Linked DNA regions of Danio rerio: region 2 is linked to region 1. The links are chromatin contacts, called in public Hi-C maps. All regions are on one chromosome and are shown on one strand. Each heading gives the region's core, a stretch centred on a gene start, on an enhancer-like site or on the middle of the called end of the contact. The rest is flanking DNA. Distances are from core to core; before and after follow the strand shown.

The links. A called contact is a pair of places that touch in the nucleus more often than the background predicts.
Region 2: a contact with region 1 is called in a Hi-C map of hematopoietic stem cells, with 2.1 times the contacts expected there. The contact joins the promoter of prdm2a here to the enhancer-like site in region 1. A contact is called at or near these places in 2 of 18 Hi-C or Micro-C datasets (embryo and hematopoietic stem cells) and 1 of 4 datasets of contacts at active chromatin or transcription factors (gastrula embryo).

Annotation. Positions count from the first base shown.
Region 1 is chr8:28,620,197-28,624,949 of GRCz12tu, reverse strand. kazna (kazrin, periplakin interacting protein a) reads left to right here. Exons shown (of 15, transcript NM_001128289.1): 9 at 1,637-1,842; 10 at 1,996-2,114; 11 at 4,131-4,362. Among named protein-coding and RNA genes, the nearest start is that of tmem51a, 12 kb to the right of the region's middle. Within about 2 kb of position 1,684, at least 9 of the 62 cell types and tissues checked have an H3K27ac peak or open chromatin away from gene starts, as enhancers often do.
Region 2 is chr8:28,755,374-28,760,126 of GRCz12tu, reverse strand. It overlaps prdm2a (PR domain containing 2, with ZNF domain a), which reads right to left and starts at 1,815. Exons shown (of 3, transcript XM_073910437.1): 1 at 1,768-1,815.

The sequences.
Region 1 (4,753 bases), core at 435-2,934:
TTTTAACCAATGAAGAGAAACTCAATACTAATTTTCAGTCACAAAATTTTTTTTAACATTTGTTTTTCTAATGTTCTAGTGACAGAAATAGAATTTCCAAGGGGTATTTAAGTATGCAAATTTATGGTAGGGTGTTTAGCTGAAAGCAGTATCTCAGACGAAACCAGACTAGACCCAAAAAAGTCAGTCTTTACAAGCACTTAGCAGCCATCTGCTTTGTCAGTCACAGATTTACAACCCCTGGACCCAAACACTTAAAGCTGATTCTGAGTAAACACTGCCAGAAGCTTTGCTTTTGGGATCACTAAAAACAACCCCATTATCAACCAATTATGAACGCTTGGGTTGATTGTTATTTTTGAAGGTAGTTTAGTGCTGCCGCCTACTGGTGAAGTTTGTGTTTGACAGCTCATTAGAAGCTTTAAAGCAGGGGTGCACACATTTTTTATTAATGAAGGGCCAAAAACCAAACTTGATTGAGGCTAGTGGGCCGAAGGTAAATATAGTTGCCATGCTTAATTTCCTAATTGTTTTAACAATATTTAAAATAACTAGAAATCGCTTTAGAATCGATTTAGAATTCCTAGAATTGCTTTGTAACAATCAATAAAAGAAAGATATTTTTGCATTTTTATAATGAACGTATTACAGTAAAAACAAAAACAACACGGCTGTGTTGACACAGTGACAGTGACAATCTCTGATAAAGGCAAAAACCTCTTCATCATTCTTAGTCTCTTCTCAGATAGGATGTTGGACCAAATAAAACTTTGGCCTGCAGGTCCTTCTATGGGCATCTATGCTTTAAAGCAATAATTTACCCAAAAATGAAATTTAGCACACTAATTACTCTCCTTCAGGTGGTTACAAACCTTTATGAGCATCTTTCTTCTGTTGAGCACAAAAGAAGATATTATGAAGAATGCAGTAAACCTGTAACCACTTCCATAGTAGGAAAAACAAACACAATGAAATTCCACGGTTACGCATTTTCTAACTCTTCAAAATAAATTAATGCTCAAAAACAGAAGAACTCCTTAAAAGTGTGGAACACTAAAGTAAATGATGACATTGTTTTTATTGTTGGGTGAACTATCCCTTTAATAGTGTGTTTGAAAACTTAAAGGGATACATCACTCAAAAATCAAGCTTTATTCATCATTTACTCATTCTCAAGTGGTTCCAAACCTTTATGAGTTTCTTTTGTTGGACACTAAATAAGATATTTTGAAAGAAAGCTGAATAATGTTACATGTAACCTTTGACTTTCATAGTAGGTAAAGCAAATAATATGTAAGTCAATGGTTACATGTTTCCACCCTTTATCGTTTTAAAATGTTTTCTTTTGTGGAGAAGAAAGTCAAACAGGTTTAGAACAGGTAAAGAGCAGATTTAATTTTCACTTTTGAGTGAATTCTATTTACATTACTATCCCTGTAATGTAAATAGAAGAAAACAACGTTTCCTCTTCGATATTTCTCCTATTAGTATCTCAGAATGAATACATAGCTTACATTACTTTAACAGGACCGCATTGTTGTGATGCCTGGGAAGAGGGAAGCGAGCGAGGTGAATATGCTCATGTAAATTTACCTCTCGTTAAGCTCCGCCCCTCTCTCCTAATCCACCAATCTAGACTCCGACAGTTTGTCAAGCCCCGCCCGCCTCAGCGTGAGCCTATCAGAATGCGAGGAGCAGCTGGATCGTCTTCAGCAGGTGGAGCTCGCGCGCTCGGCGCCCATGTGTCGTTGGAGGGCAGGAACCGTGCAGGCGTGGCTGGAAGTGATTATGGCCATGCCGATGTACATGCGCGCCTGTGCCGACAACGTCAAAAGCGGGAAGGTAAATGACAACCTGTCATTTTATTACTTAAACAGTTGTCTACGTCATTATTCTCTAATCTATTGCGCACTGCTGATCATATCAGCTTTTAATGCTGTAGGGTGTTTCAACAAGCAGTGTTTGGCATGAATGTTCAATCTGTGTCTTTATTAGGTCTTGTTAGTTCTTACGGATGAGGATCTGGGAAATGTTTTGGGAATCAGTAACTCAATGCATCGCAGGAAACTCCGTCTGGCCATTGAAGATTACAGGGATGCTGAAGCAGGACATGGGTGAGACATGCCATAAGACAACAACAAAAACATAACAGAAAATTCACTCATAGAGGAAACCCCTACAGTCCTCATTACTGACACAGTCAAGGTCAATTTAAAAACATCTTATTATTCGATGTTTGTAATGACAAGGCATGTTAATAGTTCAAAAAAGTAATTTAAACACTTTTATGTCACAATCAAACTAAAAATTATGCCAGAAAAGAAATCTGCCATCATTTACTTGCCCTTCACTTGTTTGATTTTCTTCATTCTTTTGAACATAAAAGAAAATATTTAGGAAAAAATGCTGGTAGCTGCGACCCGTCTAAATGTTTTCAGTTTTTTTTTCTTATTATGGAAGTCGATAGGTCTCAGCAATCAGAATTCTTCAAGATATCTTCTTTTGATTTCAACTGAAGAAAGAAACTCATAAAGGTTTTAAACCACATAAGGGATAATATATGAAAGGGAGACATTGGCTTTTACAGAGTTAGCTTAGCAATGCCAACAGCAAACAAAGTTTGGGGACTACAAAAAAAAAAAAACAAAAAAAAAAAAAAAACATCCGGGTTAGTGAAATCACAAACGCTTCAGGTCATGTGCATTCACCATGCGCATATACCCTTAGGGTGTGGCCCCAGATGCGCTGTAATGTTATTGCAGAGAAAGCTAAAATGCCGTCCAAATGCTGCTATTTCCACCAAGCTTCTTCTGTTTCTGTATTTGGGCTTTCAAAGGACACAACACAAAGAGAGAAGTGCTTGCAATTTAATTTCAATTACGTTCCAGAGAATAAAAAATATATAAAGCTAGCAAATGACAAAGGACAGCTTCCAAAATCTCTCAGTTCAGTGCTGCATTCGGCTAAAAAATCCTCAAAGAAGGAGCAGTTCCACGACGGAGACAACGGAAAATGCTGTTTGGCACTGTTAACAATTTAGCCACAAATTCATATTTATGCGTCAAACCACTGTGAACAGCCACAATCATCAGCAGCCACCTTCCCTGCATTCTACATCTCAAATAACAAACTAGCAAAAGGTATGTGACATTTCATCAAAGTGGAAGAAACTTGTCAGATTTTATTTTAGAAAGCAGCTGTGAGGTTCAGCTGTGTTCAGCTCCTCATTTTCTGTCCGGTTCAGGCTCAAACTGATATGGTTAACAGCAAAGAAAGCGTGTGCTTGTGGAGACATTGTTCACGCTTTTCCTGGTGACATGGAGCCGATCTGCGAATCACAGCACAATATGTTAGCTGACCAATCAGAGCCTCTTGAGGTCGGACCTTCGGAAGAACTAGGAAAAATGACAGTCGTTTTCATGTTAGCTGAGTAGCAGTAAATAATTAAAGTAGGATATTTTTTCACAAATGAAGCATGAGCACACATTGCTTTGCATCTTATAAACACAACCAAGCCTTAACAATACACTCTAGACCACCCCTTTAAGGTTCAGGCAACCAAATGATAGAAGTTTCCAAAATATCACAGAGGAATTCTTTATAAAAAAAAAAGAACATGAATGAAACAAGCTGTTTAATCTAGGTCCTGTGAATAGATACAGTCACTTTACTGTATATAATGGATTGGTTTGAGGGTGAGTAAATGATGACAAAATGTTCAATTTTGAAATGAAAACAGCATTGAACACCACTGAACAGTCATGAAATAACTGTTTGGTTTTGAACTTTTAGTATTTACTTAAACCATTAAAATGTCCTAAGATTGTATTTTATATATTTGTTAACCATATTTAAGGTAATTTAAACACACAGTAACACAAAACTAAAGCTTGATTATTGAACAATGGTATTTATAAATTGTATTAATTTTTTTACACATACAAAACAGATTTTATTCCTACTCTCAGTGGACATATTATAGTTACCTAGTACTGGGTTGCAGCTGGAAGGGCATCCGCTGCATAAAACATATGCTGGATAAGTTGGCGGTTCATTCCGTTGTGACCATCTGATTAATAAAGGGACTAAGCGGAAGAAGAATGAATGAATAAATGAATTGTGTGTCTCAGTCTTTCTAAAGCAGCTGAACTGGATCATCACTGGGTGGCTCAGGCATGGCTGACTGATGTGGGTCTCCCTCAATATTCCCAGTTCTTTCACACTCACCTTGTGGACGGACGTCTCCTGAGTACCCTCACACGTGCTGACTTGGAGAAACATCTGCACGTATCTAAAAAAGCCCACCAGAACAGCCTCCTGCTGGGAATACAACTGCTACACACGCTTAACTTTGACAAAGAGGTAAAAACACACACATAAACCCGAAGAAGAGTGTGCTGGGAATTCCCACAGGCACTAAAGCTTACCAAAAAGGAAAAACAACCATAACAAACATCATAAAAACACAGCAAGCTTCTATTGAGCACAACAGTTGGGTTCCAGAAGCAAAGGGGCATTCATTTGCTTTAAATAGGAAACAGATTTTAAAGACAGCCCTGTTGTGAGCTCAGACTTTATACTTGCTTTTGTTGAGCACATTTGTTCATAATAATTGAACTTATTTTTCAAATATTCATGTTTAATCACATAGTTCATAAAACTCATAAAAATACCATATATATGTATTAGTTATTTTGGTCATTCACAGTGAATATGTTTGTGCAGTTATGTTAGAATGCATGACCATTCAGTT
Region 2 (4,753 bases), core at 566-3,065, 140 kb before region 1:
GTTTTGTACAAGTCGAAATATATGTTATGTGGAACAGGTAGAGGTTGAGTAAATGATGGCAGAATTTTAATTTTTGGTTGAACTAACCCCAAGAACAAAGCGTTCAAAGATAAAAATAAGGCAAATCTGCACTAAAATGACAATATGTACAGTGCTCTGCAAAATTAAGTACATCCCCATTTTAAAAATGAATATTTGTATCCATTTCTCTGTTAATAAATGCAATGTTTATCAAACAGATATATTAAAATAAAAATAAAATTTTAGTCACCAAACATATTAGGAAATTGAAAGATGATACAATTTAAATCAAGCAAAATATTGCAAAAGATAAATTACAACCTACAAAAATTCAACCAAGTTTTTCCATATTTTTTTTCTCTTGATTTTTCCTCTTTATTAATATTTTTCTACAACACATAAATTTGGGTGTACTCATTTTTGGACCGTTATCGTAAGTTATTTTGTTAAATAAGCAAAGGATTTGGCTTTAGTACAGACTAATCTAATGTATATGCACAAATATAACATTGTATATCTTCTTATTAAAAATATTAATTTAAAAGAGAGATTTGTGAGGGGTGTACTTATATATGCTAAGCACTGTATCGATTTATGTCAGAATGTACGTCTGTTGTCTGTGTAATGGATAATTTAATATTTGGGTGTCAGATAAAAAAGCGACTTTTACTAAACCAGGGAAACACACTGTCATAAAAGCAATCTCATCATTAATTAATGAGCGAATAACAGCTAAGCATAAATTACTTAAGAAATCATAATACCGTCAATGGCTCTTAATTTAAACACAGGTAGGACAATAAGATGAGTTGAGCAAATTGTAGGGAAAACACACCACACAGCAGTGTTTTTCCAACACGTTTAGTGAGACCACATTATCAATTCAATTTGATATCTGAATAATTTATGTAAAATGACAGATATCTGGTGTAATTTCATATATTATATGCAATATCCATAAACGTTGCTGTATTACAAAATGAAATCACACGTGGCTGAAGATCTACAGACCGTAAAAGAAGTTACAATTTGTAGTCTACCTGTGGAGGTGTGGGTGGGGTCAGACAACCTTAGCCAAGCTAATATTAATAATCTCATTTCACAGACGCACTTTGGGGTCACATTCACAGGGCGTCCCAATTAAGTAAACAAACAACACACTGTCAAAACAATGACAACGCGCGAATCAATTGTCTTCAATGGTCAATAAATAACGTAATGCACCCATAACTGCCGCATTCATGTACATATGCGGGTAATCGATTAAACACGCAAGCAGCGGTTTATAATATCATACAGGCCTATTTAAAATTATACTGCTGCGCAAATATTTACTACACCACATAATGCATTGCTTAGCGATTACGTTAAAGTATTTAAATGGGGTATTATCGCGTAAACATGTCTGTTGAGCAGTCAGAGCGCACATGTTGCGATGTCTGACAGCCCTTTAAATAAAACAAACCCCGTTTGGCACTGTCGCTAAGCAGTTTCTGACGGGGTAGGTTAAGGTCACAAACACACGCTTCACGTTGCTTCGACGTGCATTTAGGTTAAGCCCCTTATATCCATGTTTGTTTTTAATAGCGTTAATACTTGCCACAATTATTAAAACTGCACGCGCAGTTAGCCCAAGTGCTCTCTGACAACACAACGGAGATTTACGTCGCAACGCTTAGGAAAAACATTTAATGCCATAATTTAGATTATGTCTGCCTTATGCTCTCTGTATTAAATATGCTGTACCTGTGCATTGCTTACCAGCTTTGTTGTGACGCCTCGCTGCTTGAGTCTGGTGGGCACGCGCAGGACGTACACTGCTGCAGACTGCACTGATGCCAAGGCGCATGTGCGAGATCTTAATGCACCTGTGTAGAACAAGGAGTATTAACACGCAATGCTAAACACGTCCTTTTAAGATGTACTCTCTTTTAATGCACTTGTTTTCAATTTGATTAAAGCAAATATATTTTCCCTTAGGGGCGACACTGTGGCTCAGTGGTTAGCAATGTCGCCTCATAGAAAGAAGGTCAGTTGGCATTTCTGTGTGGAGAGTGAATGTCCTCGTCGTGTTTGCGTGGGTTTCCGCCGGGTGCTCCGGTTTCCCCCACAGTCCAAAGACACAGTATAGAATAATTGAATTAACTGAATTGGCCATAGGGTATGAGTGTGAGTGAGTGTGTATGTTTCCAGTATTGGGTTGCAGCTGAAATGGCATCTGCTGTGTAAAGCATATGCTGGATAAGTTGGTGGTTCATTCCACTGTGGCGACCATTAATGACCCCTAATGCTTTAAATATGAGCACAACTTTATATATATATATATATATATATATATATATATATATATATATATATATATATATATATATAAATAAAGTTTTGCTTATATACACACACACACATATATATATATATATATATATATATATATATATATATATATATATATATATGTGTGTGTGTATGTATGTATATATATATATATATATATATATGTGTGTGTGTGTGTATGTATGTATGTATATATATATATATATATATATATATATATATATATATATATATATATATATATATATATATATATATATATATATATATGTATGTATATATATATATATATATATATATATATATATATATATATATATATATATATATATATATATATGTGTGTGTGTGTGTATGTATGTATATATATATATATATGTGAAATCAAAATTTGAACATAGCAGTTTTAATATGTTTAATATTTATTTCATCAAAGGGCAGCATTTATTTGATCAAAACTACAGTCAAACAGAAATATTGATATAGTTTAAAGTAACTTCTTTCTGTGTTAATAAGTTTAAATATGTATTTATTTGTAAACTTTATTTGTAGTTTATTTTTTGTGATGGCAAAGCAAAATCTTCAAAGATGGCAATTTGCCAAAGCTGTCAGATGATCCTGCAGATATTTTTCTGAAATAAGCTGATTTGCTGCTCAAGAAACATTTTATTTTTCTTATAATTGAAAATTCATTAATTTTTTTTTTTTCGGCTTAGTCCCTTTATTAATCCGGGGTCGCCACAGTGAATTGAATAAATTAAATTTAAAAATGAAAATGTTTATTATAATTGAAAACATATTTAAAATGTTTTTTTTAAATCTGGCTTTTTTGTTTGTTTGTTTGCTTGTTTGTTTGTTTAAGCTGTGATAAACAGCAATATGTGAATCTGTGGGTTAAATTGTCATCCTTCTCACTTACCATCTTTGCATGAAAAATAAGTAATCAATAAACAAAAAGCAAATCTAAAATATGTTAAAACAAATAAATTGTAGCTTTTAATACGTTGTTCATCAAATAAAATGTATTGCTGATGATAAGATATTGCATAAAGCATTCAGAAACATTATTGCTTCCAAACTATTGAAAGGTATGTTTTCAGAGACAATTATTTATTAGGCAAAGATCTTGAACTTATATTTGACTTTAAATGTTTATTTCTGATAGTTTTTTTCTCCCTATAGGGCAGCATGGTGGTTCAGTGGTTGTCAGTGTCCCCTCATAGTAAGAAGGTCTCTGACCCGAGTCCCGGCTTGGTGAGTTGGCATTACTGTCTGAATTTGTATGTAATCTCCTTGTTCACATGGGTTTCCTCCGGGTGCTCCGGTTTTTCCCACAGACCAAAGACATGCAGTCCAGATGAATTGGATAAACTAAATGGGCCGTTGTGTATATGTGTGCATGTGAATATGTATGGATGTTTACCAGTTCTGGATTGCAGCTGGAAGGGCATCGCTGTGTAAAACATCTGCTGGATAAGTTGGCAGTTCAGTCTGCTGTGGTGACCCCTAATTAATAAACGAGACTAAACTGAGGGAAAAAAGTTATTGCACATTAAGTTATTTGTAGTTATTATATATATACATATATATATATATATATATATATATATATATATATATATATATATATATATATATATATATATATATATATATATATTATTGATATTTTTTAGTGTATTAAAGGGAAACTTAATCTGATTGATGGCCATTAATAAATAATGTATTTATTTATATTATTAAGTTTATATTATATTATTAAGCATAATTTAAGTTTTCTTTTTATAATTTAATATCTAATAAAGTAAAATTTGTATTATTTTTTACTTGAATTGTTCATTTGCTTATATAAATATATTTTATTTTTAAGCATTTATTGAACTTAGTAATAAAAACTATTCTACTCAAAGGAAAATTTTCCAGTGTGACCACTAGAGACCGCTGTGTCCCAATTTGTGCTGGCTGAGATGACAAACCAAAGAAAGTGACTCGTGTGAGAACTCTTGATTCTGCACAACGGTGTTTAATCCTGTAAATTCCCATGTCGTTTATAGAAGTTTTCATCGCTTATGGTTCAGGTAATCTGCACGTGCTTCGTTAAATATGGAGCCATTGTACTCTGGTTTTCTTTAAAAAAGCAAAACTCACATGCTCATTTCTGTCTAATATTTAGAGATTAAAATGTAAATAAATAGTTGTTTATTAGTTGTAAAAGATAGAACGTGTTTTAACGTTTCTTTGTTGAAACCCCCTTACTTTAAATATTTTGTAGTTTAAATAGTTGGATTTGAAGTAGTTTAGCTATGTGGCTAGGCTGTTGAGTTGTCTGTGTTTGCTGGAGTACTCTGGGTCCAATCATGCTAGACAGTTGCTAAGGCTTAGTTGTTGCAATGTTAAC